Regions from separate parts of the Zea mays genome. Here regions 1, 2 and 4 are each linked to region 3. A link is a contact called in public Hi-C data. All regions are on one chromosome and are shown on one strand. Each heading gives the region's core, a stretch centred on a gene start, on an enhancer-like site or on the middle of the called end of the contact. The rest is flanking DNA. Distances are from core to core; before and after follow the strand shown.

Region 1 (2,700 bases), core at 17-2,516, 330 kb before region 3:
TCCAAGCACATTAAGATACTCATACATTTGTTCTTTTTGGGCTAGTTAGATATCACTACAGGGCTTTGCTGTGTTTTTTTTTATTTTGTAGGTTAATGAAATAATCAATTTAAAAACTAAAAAAAATAACTGTTCAAATTTATTTAAGAAATTGCGTTCTAGTAGGGAAATTGCCGTAGCATTGCCCATTACTATTCCATTATTTCCTTTATAAAGATATCGATATTCTGTTATCTAAAGGGGCGAAGAGAAAAACCCATAACAGTAGCCGGAACTGTAGCTGGTCATGTCGATGCTTCGAATTTCAGGGTACTCTGCATTATGCAACGATCGTTTCAGAGTCTAACTGTGCTGTCCAAGTGGATCAAGGTACTTAGATACTCTCTCTCTCTCTCTCTCTCTTGGCTCAGTTACTTAGATATCATGAGGTTCTCAGGTTTTCTAGCACTGCAAAGATGTTATCAGTTTTTCACCTCAACAGAGTGAGATGCAGAACTGAAGCAAGCAGTGACGCTGACGCATGGGGCCGTCAGAGAGACACACCACAGACAGACACATGTAGATGTAGTAATAACGCAGAAAAACACGCATATAGATCTAATATTAAATCCGGCACGAGACGGACAGGATCGACGGAGGCGGCATCGCCGTCGTGAAGCCGCGAGGACGTTCAGACGAACCCCAGGACCAGGAGACGCAGGCGAGGAGCGAGCGACCATGGATAATGGCGGGTGCAGTTGACAGGATCTTATTTACTGGACGCCGCTATTATATTTATACGCCTCGTCGTCGTCCTCCTCCTCTCGACTCTCGTGCGCCATCGCCGGGCCGGGCCAGCTCAGTTGCAGCTGCAGCAGGAGCAGCCGCAGCTGGTGCCGCACTTGCAGGTGTTGCAGTCGCAGCCGCCGCCCTCGGTGGCCGCCTCGAAGCCGCCGGCGCTGGCCTTGGTGGTCGGCGCGGCGAGGACCGTGGTCTTGACGCTGCTGGTGGCGGCGGTCTCCACGTCAGGGTACATACCGCAGCTGCATGCATATGACCGGATGGATCACTCATATAATCACATGTACACGTTCAGACGCCGCACACACACCAACACCATCATGCGTCGTCTACATACTCGAGCGTCTCTACTCAATTAACACGATGTGAGATTATCTATTATTACCCGTTGCATCCGCTGCCGCAGGAGCAGCTGGAGCCGCACCCGCACTTGCCGCCGCAGCAAGACGACATGATCACAGGCGAAGGGAGGAGGTGTGGTTCTTGCTTGTGCTGCTGCCTTGTTGCTTTTGCTTGTGATGAGAGGATGGCAGGGTGGGGAGAGGGGTATAAATAGGCGGGGGTGACGAATCGGAGTGGAGTGAACGGCGCACGGCAGCCGGTGGCCGGAAAGAATGGATGCGGGCGGGCGAGCCAGGGACCACCCCCCACGGCCCGACCTGCTCTGCTTTGGGAGCAGGAATACGGATAGAGTAGAGAGACACGAGCCTCTCTTTCCCTGATCTTTTTGGTTTTTTTTTGGAGGCAGAGCCAGAGGTAGGACCGTAGGAGCAAGGGGGAAAAGAGAATCTTGCTGCAGTATTTTCACTCTAATTAACTAGTCATTTTTAAAAAAAAATCAAGTTACGGAAGTTCTTTTTAACAAAAAAAACTAGTTTCATGTTTGCATCTCTAGTAGCCTAGTAGGTGGTTTCCATCACATATTTTATCGGTTTGGGTGTGCACAATCCACTATCCTATCTAGGACTAAGGTTGTCTCCATCAATGTCCTCTATATCTATCTTCGATATTCATTTTTTACAGTATGCTTTAAAAGATTTTATTCTCTATATATCCTTCATATACAACATTCTCTAAATCACGTTATCTATATTCAAATACCTATATTAAAGATATTTTTTATTTTTATTTTTTGTACATATGTATTTGTCATACTCTCAGATGTATTATATATATTTTAGTTTTGCTAAACCGGTTATTTAAAGTATTCAAATGGATAGAGGACCGTTTAGGGAAACTCTATATATAGAGAATCCAACAACGTCTTTTAAATTTAGATGACTGTTTAGAAGACATTGCTGAAAAGCGTATATGACTGTTTGATCCTCTAAATTTAGGATAGAGCACCCTTGTTGGAGCCCGTCTAAGAATTCAGAGGTAGGCTTCAGATATATGTCATAATATATGTATGTTAAACCGGTACCATGGCCAAAAACTCTGCATCTGTGCTCTCTGTTCCTACTGGTGATGGTCACCCAGCAGAGAGACGAGAGGTTGCAGCACCTGCTGCTAGAAGAAGAATGCCATAGTGCCATGGATCGATGCCATGCTCTCGTAGAAGTTTACTGCGCCATTCTCTGCCAGTGCCGTCACTGTCGTATGCAGGTTGCCGAATCAGAATCTTTCCACGTCGTCGGGCGACGATTAGATTGCATAAAAGATCGGACCGACATCAGATCAGTGATCATGGACGCGGCCGGCGTTCGTTAATACTCCCTCTATAGCAAATTAGTAATCGTTTTAGTAGGTCTTTTTATGTCTATATTAAAAATAAATAATATTAAATCTAGACACATATACAAAACATACATATTAATTATTGAACGAATTTGTTAAAAGTCTTATATGACTTCTATTGTGGAACGGAGGGAGTAAACAGTGTAATCTATCGTACAAATTCGCTATTTTACACGATCTGCC
Region 2 (2,700 bases), core at 147-2,646, 290 kb before region 3:
TCGTCGACGCTACATCAATCGTGATCGTGAGTCTGCCCATGATCGGCTACATCAAGCGTCGTCAATGCATTCTAAGATGATGGTGGGATGTTTGATATCAACTGCATTAGAGTGTCTAGAGAAGTTTTGTGAGGGTATCATTCATTGTTATGAGGAGGAGTTCTGTCGTCGACCAAATGTCGCGGATATTCAGCGTCTACTAGCAAAAGCAGAAGAGCGTGGCTTTCCAGGCATGCTAGGAAGTATCGATTGTATGCATTGGCAGTGGAGGAATTGTCCGGTCGCCCATGCCGGTCAATTCACAAGGGGGGATATCAAACATCCCACCATCATCTTAGAAGCTGTTGCATCGTATGATCGGTGGATCTGGCATGCTTTTTTTGGGGTGGCCGGGTCCAACAATGACATTAACGTACTCAATCAGTCGCCATTATTCAAGGATGTCCTTCAAGGTCAAGCACCCATAGTGAACTTCATGGTTAATGGACATGAACACAATATTATGTTGTGTGTTTTCTGAGCGTTGAAATAAATCCGCGTGAATTACTTAATTCTGAAATAGAAAAGCTGATGTGGCTATAGCCTGAGGCTGTAGCCTGCTGCAGCCTGTGCACTGGAGCAGCAGAGGCGAGAGTGGAGGCGAGAGCTGACGTGGCAGGGGCGAGAGGGAGGCTGTGCACTGGACTCAGCCTTACCGCACCTACTAGTACTAGGGTTGTACATATGTAGTGAGTCTTCAGTAACAAAACCAGGTTTTATTTTCTCGCCATTTCAATCATGACTGGATGTAAAATGCAGGCTACAGAAGTGTGCAGACACTCAATAGAGACTGAACGTGAGATATTCAGGCCTGCGCCCCTTGTTTCGCTCGCTGGATTCACTTGCAGAGGCGGAGAGACTGCGGAGACCAGACGATTTTGGGCAGTATCATTCTCTGGAGAGACATGCACGTGAGTACGGCAAAATCGAAACTTTTCCCCCCGTCTAGTAAGGGTTCCTGAATGCAGCAGCATGACTGAAACTGAATACGAATGAAGGGGACGGGGAAGAGGCGGGCGGGCGGACGGACGAACGCACCCCTGTGGAGGCACTCGAAGGTCTCCTCGGCAGCCACCTTGCAGGCGCCGACGGCGCCGATCTTGAGGAAGCCGTCGACGGTGCGGTTGAGGAAGGGGTTTCCCATGTCGATGACGACGTCGATCTTGGGCGACCTGAAGGACCCCGAGAAGCCGCTGCGGGGCATCCTCGACCTACTTTCCTGGCAGTGGCAGGTCAGCTGTGTCTGTGTGACAGTGCCTGAGAACGAGGGTGGAATTGGATCGCCTGGGCTCTCTCACCTCGGAGAAGATAAAGAAGTGGAGATTGGGCGGTGGCCGTGGCTGCAGGGACACGAAATCGGCTGCAATCCCCACGGGCTACGGCCTATTCACCCCTTGTTTGCCACTGCTGCGAGGGGCCACAGGTCATCGTCTCCTCTCGTGTGGCGCGTGCGACTCTCCTTGGCGTTGGAGTGCTGTGCTGTACTGCTGTTGGATCATCAGGCCAGAGCCCAGGGGCCAGGGATACGATACGAACGAGGGATCGTGTTGCATGTGGTCCGTGCAAGCATGGACGGCTCAGAAGGAGCCCGGCTACGTGCAAGCTTTGTGTTGGCAGGTCACACACCCATGTCAGCTAGCATCGTACTCGTCAGGCCAGGGCCGGCTGGGTTTGCTGTCTCACTGTCATATTTTTGTACAACTTTTTTTTCTTCTAAAAGTTAGGAACGTATCGTATGCAAATCAAGTACTTGGTGTAAAACGTGTAAACCAACGTGCTGTTGAAGGTACCAAGAGAGATGGAATGGTTGTTTTAAAAGCTGATTCACGGTGTAAGGGTTCTTTTAAAAAATACATGACTGATGTTGGTCAGTGGTCACCTTTGGTTTCTAAAGGGGACTAAAACACGACACCACAATTAAAGATAACATACCTTTGTTCCGACAATATATTTGTCGATGTTTCGAACTTAACTCCGACAAGTAAATTTGTTTGTGCGTGTTTTAGGTTCCAGGTGATGTGCTCAGTGGGCCCGAGGTTTATACGAGTAGGCAGAATGTCCCTACATCCATTCTTCGGTGGCTCGCGCTACCGACACATATGTTGCTCAATGCTCAAAGTAGGGGTTACAAGCGGGCGAGCAAGGGAAGAAGAGCTCCTAAATCTCTTATGCGCGGCTAGACCTAACGACTACGGGACTAGAACTACTGTGACTGCCTCCACTACGACAAGCACAGGTAGGAAGAGAAAATGCACATCCGATGTCTGGGAGGACACGAATATGATTTTCACCACTGAAAATGGTGTGGAGATAAGATTTTCACCACTGAAAATGGTGTGGAGGTAAGATTTTCCACAAGAAAGAACTTGCTGCTTGTTCTACCATTGACACTAGCCATTTGGCTCGGCATAGGAAAAAATGCAAACGGCTCCATGGACGTACTGGGAACCAATCCATACTTAGATATAATGTTGATGGTAGTGTTTTTCGTTGGGAGTATAGTGCTGAAGTTGCTCGTGTTCAGTTATGTCGTTTGATTGCTAGGTTGGACCTTCCATTATGCTTTGCTGATTGTGATGCATTTGATGACTATATTAAAACTGCCCATAATCCTAGACATTGCAATGTTTCCAGGAAAACTACAACTAGAGATATGGAAAG
Region 3 (2,708 bases), core at 81-2,580:
GGTCCCAGGCAGCTACTCCTGGCTGGAGGAGTCGTCAAAACTGAAATGAGCTGCAGAGAGCTGATGCAAGCTGGAGAGAGCCGTCAAAAACAGAACCCTGCCAAGACCTAATGCACGCTAGAGAGAGCTCAACAGCCGCACATTCCAAAGCGCCCAGCCAACTCAATGTCATCGTCAGAGAAAGGGATGGGAATGGAGAAGAAGAGCTCAGTTCCAAAAAGCTCCACATCAAACCCAGTTTTCTGCTGCCTAAACCACATCTTCCTTTTAGATAAACCAGGCGAGCATTGTCCATCCTCTTTCTGAATCTAGAGTTCTTCGCACTGCACCAGTGGGATTGCGAAAATGCTAGCGCGTGGTGAGAGATAGCCCTAGCCATTCTAATCCAAGAAAAAGAAAAGCAGTTAGTAACTGGTTCTACTGGTAATGAGTTCTAGGAAGAGGCTGAACAATTATTCGCTCGCTAACTTTATAATGAAACAGGCTCAATTCGACCATTTAGCCATAGAGCAAAACTGATCGAAGAAACCAACATAAGATTGATGAACTCTTCTAGTGAAAACATTCCTCCCTTTATTCCACAAAATGGCAGAGCAGTAAAATGGAATACATGACCAACAAAAATGAACAAGTCCTCAATGAAGCGCACCTCAAGAACTCAGCAATGTGCGGCATTAGAGCCGTACCCTTCCTCCCTGCCACTGCTGCCCTCCGTGGCGAGGTGAGCGATGTTTCCTATGCGCAGGTTGAAGGGCTAGGGTTGGTGGTGGCGAGAAGAATCTCTTTGTGAGTTCACCCGTGACGACGTCGCGGAAGAAGGCGGCGTCGAACGCGAGCTCGCCGGTCGTCTTGCCGGCCCACTTCCTCGCCAGCGCCGGCACGACCGCGTCCTCTAGGTACACGTCGATGGCCGTCTTGACCCTGCGTGGGCGAGCGCTGAGAGCGAGATCTGCGTGGGCGAGCGCTGAGAGCGGTGGAGGACTGGAGGGGATTCTCCTGCTCGGCGGAGGGATCGCTGATGGCTTGGGGATTGCATCGCGGGGTGGGTGGAGGGGCGACATTCGCGGGGACGGGCGCGGGCATGCCGGGGGTGGGGGGGGGAGGCGGAGCCACGAAAATGGTCTACACTATGCTCTTAATAGTTGTAGAGATGACGACTCGACTAATTATATGGTTTTACTAAAGCCACTCTTATAAAAGCGGGTTAAAAAATTGAGATGTATGGCGGTGACCACTTAAGCGTGGTGGCTTCTGAGTTTTGCCTCGATTTCGATTCTTTCTTTTTCCCCCACGTGCGCCGCCGCGACCTTCCTCGATCCCATCTCCCAACGCCCCCGCCTCGCCTCGGGATCCCGCCGCCGCTCCATCTGCCTTTGCTCCCCCACCCGCAGGCAGCGAGCGACAGCGACGGCGAGGGATGGCCAAGGCCAGGTCGTTGGCGAAGCAGAAGCAGGCGCAGCAATCAAACGGCGGCGGCGGCCACGCGCTGTCCTCCAAGCTCGCCCGGTACCTCGACCCGGAGGCCTCCTTGGACAAGGTACGCCCCGCCCGCCCCTCCTCTTGCGCGCGCGCGGCGCCGGGTAACTGCTCCTGTGCTGACGCTCCCGTCTCGGCCTGGCTCTTGCAGGACCAACTGCTGGACGCGGTGCACTGGATCCGCCAGGCGGTGGGGCTCATATGCGGCCTGCTCTGGGGAGCCGTCCCCCTCGTCGGCGCCGTCTGGATCGCACTGTCAGTTCCTACCTCCCCCTAACCCTCCGTCCCTCCCATCTTCTCGTCCTCCCTCGGCCTTGCCTTGTAGATCTGTAGCTCCCCCTTCGCGCGCATAAGCGAGATCGAGCTCTTTCTTATACGGTGTACATATACATGCGTACCCTTTGTAATTTGTTACAAGATAGATACCAGATCGAGTTTACGGCTGCTCAGGGACGTTGCGTCATGGCGTGGTCACTGTTAAATTGATAGCGCTTGTGCGATTGGAATCCATGAGACTGGCCGGTTTCTCAATTTTGTTGGTTGGCTAAGGGAGTCAGGGAGACAGGGACAATTTCACAACTGCTACGAGCGGTCAGATCTGTTGTTAGACCCTTGTGTTTACTTGTGAGTTTGGGGTCTGATACTCCGATTAGCTAGTTAGTGGTCTGATTAGCTGCACACTAGCTGAATTTTCCAGTTACTACCTCTGTAAAACAGTGCATTTACTTTGCCTTTTCTTTTGTCAACACCCAAAATCCTAATTCCTGCTCAATGGTACTACTGGGTCACAATTGTGTCAATATGTAGCTGCTTACTTCAACGATACAGTTTTGGCGGGTCTTCTTTGATGAGTGTATCCTATCGTGCTCTAGAGTCTAGACTATCTTCGGGCCATAATGTAAATACATGGTTTTCTATAATGAGTCTTGGTTGGGACTGAGTGTACAATACTTTAAGGCCTTGTTCGGTTATTCCCAATACACATGGATTGGATGGGATTGGAAAAAATTCTTAAGAAGTTTGACTTGTTTGGGATTCAAACCCATCCAATCCCACTCAATCCATATGGATTGAGAGCTAACCGAACAAGCCCTAAGGTGGCCTTAGCAAACAGGAAAAGGCTTGCAGAGTAGAACAATTTGGATGATTTTCTGCTAAGTTTTAGATGAATGCTAAGCACACAACGTGCTGCTTGCAATATAAAACGATTTTGTTGCCATGACCTAAATGCC
Region 4 (2,700 bases), core at 89-2,588, 400 kb after region 3:
CTTCCTCTTTTTCTTCTAAGTAGCAGGCAGGAGTAGGAGCAGCAGTATGGTAAACACAATACAAGACGAATGAATTATGAAACAAAAGCAACAAGATTCGCTTCTTGCAGCGTGCTGTACTAGAGACAGGGAGGCAGGCAGCAGGAGTTGGTTCGTCCGTCAACTCTGCACCGTGGCGTCGGCATGCCCGTCCTCGAGCCTCCAGCTGGTGCTCCGGCTCCTGGAGCCATGGCTGAACGCGTCGTTGTTGAGCTCAGGCACGGCGTGGGAGCGCGAGGAGGACGAGGCGTGGCCGCGCCCGAAGCAGGCGAAGACGTTGCGGAGGAAGCGGCGGACGGTGCCCCTGTTCGTGGACGCGGCCTGCCTGGACCCCCACGAGACCCGCCTGGGCGCGCGGCCGCTGTTGAACCCGGCGCCGTCCATCTCCGTGTACACGACGGGGAGCTCCCGCTCCTCGGGCGTCCGCCCGCCGGCGAATCTACCGACCGCGAACCCACCGCCGGGGAGCCTCCAGATGGTGAGCCCGACCGTGGCCTCCTCCTCCTGCTCAAGGGGGATGGCGTCGGTGGGCATCTGGTGGCGGCAGACGGGGCAGGAGTTGCGGAGCGCGAGCCATGGGAGGATGCAGTCGGCGTGGTAGATGTGGGCGCAGGGCATTTCCCTGGCCTCGGCGCCCAGGTGGAAGGCCTCCTTGCAGACGGCGCAGTGCGCGTCGGCGGCGGCGACGGAGACAACGGGCATGGCCTGGACGGCGGCCTTGGACGCCGGCGGCGGGGCGTCGCGGGCGCCGGCCGCCAGCCCGCCGGCGGCCTCGATCTGCGCCAGCTGGTCCAGCAGGCGCTGGAAGCCCGAGCCCATGAGGAAGTCGGACATGGTCTCCGGGAGCGGGCGGAGGCCCGACCCCGCGCCGTCGTCGTACAGGAGCTCGAAGCTGGCGGCGGCGGGCGGGGAGCGACGGAGCACGATGACGGGGTTGAAGGGCGAGGCCGCGCGGGAGTCGGCGGCGTGGTGCGCGCGGGGGCGGCGGAGGTAGGCCGGTCGTGGCGGCGGCGCGCTCATCTCCTCGAGGAAGCCGCCGCCGCAGGAGGGGCAGGCGGGGGAGGAGAGCGGGGAGGCGGCGCGCACGAAGCGGTCGCACTGGTAGCACCAGTAGGAGGAGGAGGCCGTTGGAAGGCGTGTGGGGGAAGGGGAGGAAGGCATCGCCATCGGAAGGCGGGCTCAGATCTGGGATACTTTCAGCTCCAGGCGGCGGCGGCGGAGGCGGAGGAAGGGTTGGTGGTGGGAGGCGAGACGAAGGGGCCTTGTATTCTCCTCCCCGCCCGCTCTGATTGATTGCTCGGTGTCGGTGGTGGTGGTGGTGTTGTGGAGGAAAGCAGATGTTTTTAACCGGCGGACCGGGCCAAAGGAAGAAAAAAAAAAGGCAAGGCGATGGTAGTTGAGACGAGAAGGCGCCGCGTTGACAGGACGAGACGAGCTTCCTTCCTTGTCCTTCCCTGGAAAAGGCAGGCACACACAACAACACAACACACGCTGGTGTCATGTCACCGTGTGCCTGAGCTGCTTTGACCCTCCGCCCCACGGTCCTCTTCCTTTCCCCTCCGTCCGTTCAACGCGTCGAACTACACTGCTCTGCAATCCGTTCTATATATACTAGCACTGTACTCGCCGATCAGGAGTACTTCAAGGAAACAAACAAACATGTATTTTTTCCAATCTCGTAATTAATGGCTGCACGGAACACGCACATCTGCTACGTACTCCACTCTTAGCATGGGCCAGTAGTCCAGTACATTCTCGATCGAAAGAGACGTGGTGAAACTACGGTATGGCTAGTTGGGCTGCAAGCTCCACGAATGTTGAATTTCGCCCATATAATTGTGACTGCTGGGTCTCTTGGATCGACCATAAGCTCAAACATCTATGTCCTAGACATTTTATTGTACTCTTTCCGTTCTTTTTTATTTATCGTGATTTAGTTCAAAAATAACTAGCAAACATTTTTAAATCAGAGATATTAAAAACTGACGTGGTTTCAAGCGCTCTCCGCGCTCGGCGGGCTTCTGCCCATTGCGTACGCGACGCGTGGTTGTATACAGCCGAAACTGAAATCCTTGTCCAATGCAGTTGTGGGCGCCTAGGCACGGACCCCAAATCCCTCTCCAATCCCGTGAAATTCCTCTCCAATCCCACCGCCTCCACCGTCACTGGCCCGATAAGCCTCGCCTCCTCCCTCTACCTCTCCCTCCCTCCTCCCCGTCGCCATAGCACGCAGCTCTGACGTCCCCGACGCGTCTCTGCTGGTAGCGCGTCGTCCCCTCTGCCGGTTCCCACGCGCCTCTCATCGAATGAGCACAGCCTCCACAAACGTGTGCCACCGCTCTCCACCTCCTCTGCGGCCGCGTAGCCAGGCCGGGGCCACCACGATGCCTCCTCCCCGCTACCGCGCCCTCTCCGCTGACCGCCGCATGCACCACTGCCGAAGACCACGCCTTCGTGCCTACTCCAATCCAGCTGTAAACGCGGACGAGGGCTCTTCCTTGTGAGTTACGATTGGTGCCGTGTTCTCGATCCCTCCTCCATCTCGTGCTACTTCTTCCTCCGACGTTGCTCGCCTCCCTCAGGATCCCATCGCCCCGCTCGCCTTCTCCTCCATCAGCCCGACCAGCCTCGCCTCCACCCTTTGCCTCTCACTTCATTCTC

Evidence for each region. A called contact is a pair of places that touch in the nucleus more often than the background predicts.
Region 1: a Hi-C map of tassel shows a contact between it and region 3, with 4 times the contacts expected there. The contact joins the promoter of LOC100282059 here to the promoter of LOC100282927 in region 3. A contact is called at or near these places in 2 of 25 Hi-C or Micro-C datasets (ear and tassel).
Region 2: a contact with region 3 is called in a Hi-C map of ear, with 2.0 times the contacts expected there. The contact joins the promoter of LOC100278827 here to the promoter of LOC100282927 in region 3. A contact is called at or near these places in 2 of 25 Hi-C or Micro-C datasets (ear and tassel).
Region 4: a Hi-C map of endosperm shows a contact between it and region 3, with 2.4 times the contacts expected there. The contact joins the promoter of LOC107546767 here to the promoter of LOC100282927 in region 3. A contact is called at or near these places in 5 of 25 Hi-C or Micro-C datasets (ear, endosperm, leaf and 1 more).

What each region holds. Positions count from the first base shown.
Region 1 is chr6:46,099,340-46,102,039 of Zm-B73-REFERENCE-NAM-5.0, forward strand. It overlaps LOC100282059, which reads right to left and starts at 1,267. Exons shown (of 2, transcript NM_001154972.2): 1 at 1,166-1,267; 2 at 567-1,022. The coding sequence starts at 1,233. The coding sequence ends at 839. It overlaps LOC103629248 (a long non-coding RNA gene), which reads right to left. Exons shown (of 2, transcript XR_554248.4): 2 at 2,578-2,700.
Region 2 is chr6:46,146,913-46,149,612 of Zm-B73-REFERENCE-NAM-5.0, forward strand. LOC100278827 reads right to left here and starts at 1,397. Exons shown (of 5, transcript NM_001158493.2): 1 at 1,078-1,397. The coding sequence starts at 1,243.
Region 3 is chr6:46,434,076-46,436,783 of Zm-B73-REFERENCE-NAM-5.0, forward strand. It overlaps LOC100282927 (RAB5-interacting protein), which reads left to right and starts at 1,331. Exons shown (of 4, transcript NM_001291635.1): 1 at 1,331-1,537; 2 at 1,628-1,731. The coding sequence starts at 1,418.
Region 4 is chr6:46,829,172-46,831,871 of Zm-B73-REFERENCE-NAM-5.0, forward strand. LOC107546767 (Putative RING zinc finger domain superfamily protein) reads right to left here and starts at 1,339. Exons shown (of 1, transcript NM_001322846.1): 1 at 1-1,339. The coding sequence starts at 1,206. The coding sequence ends at 160.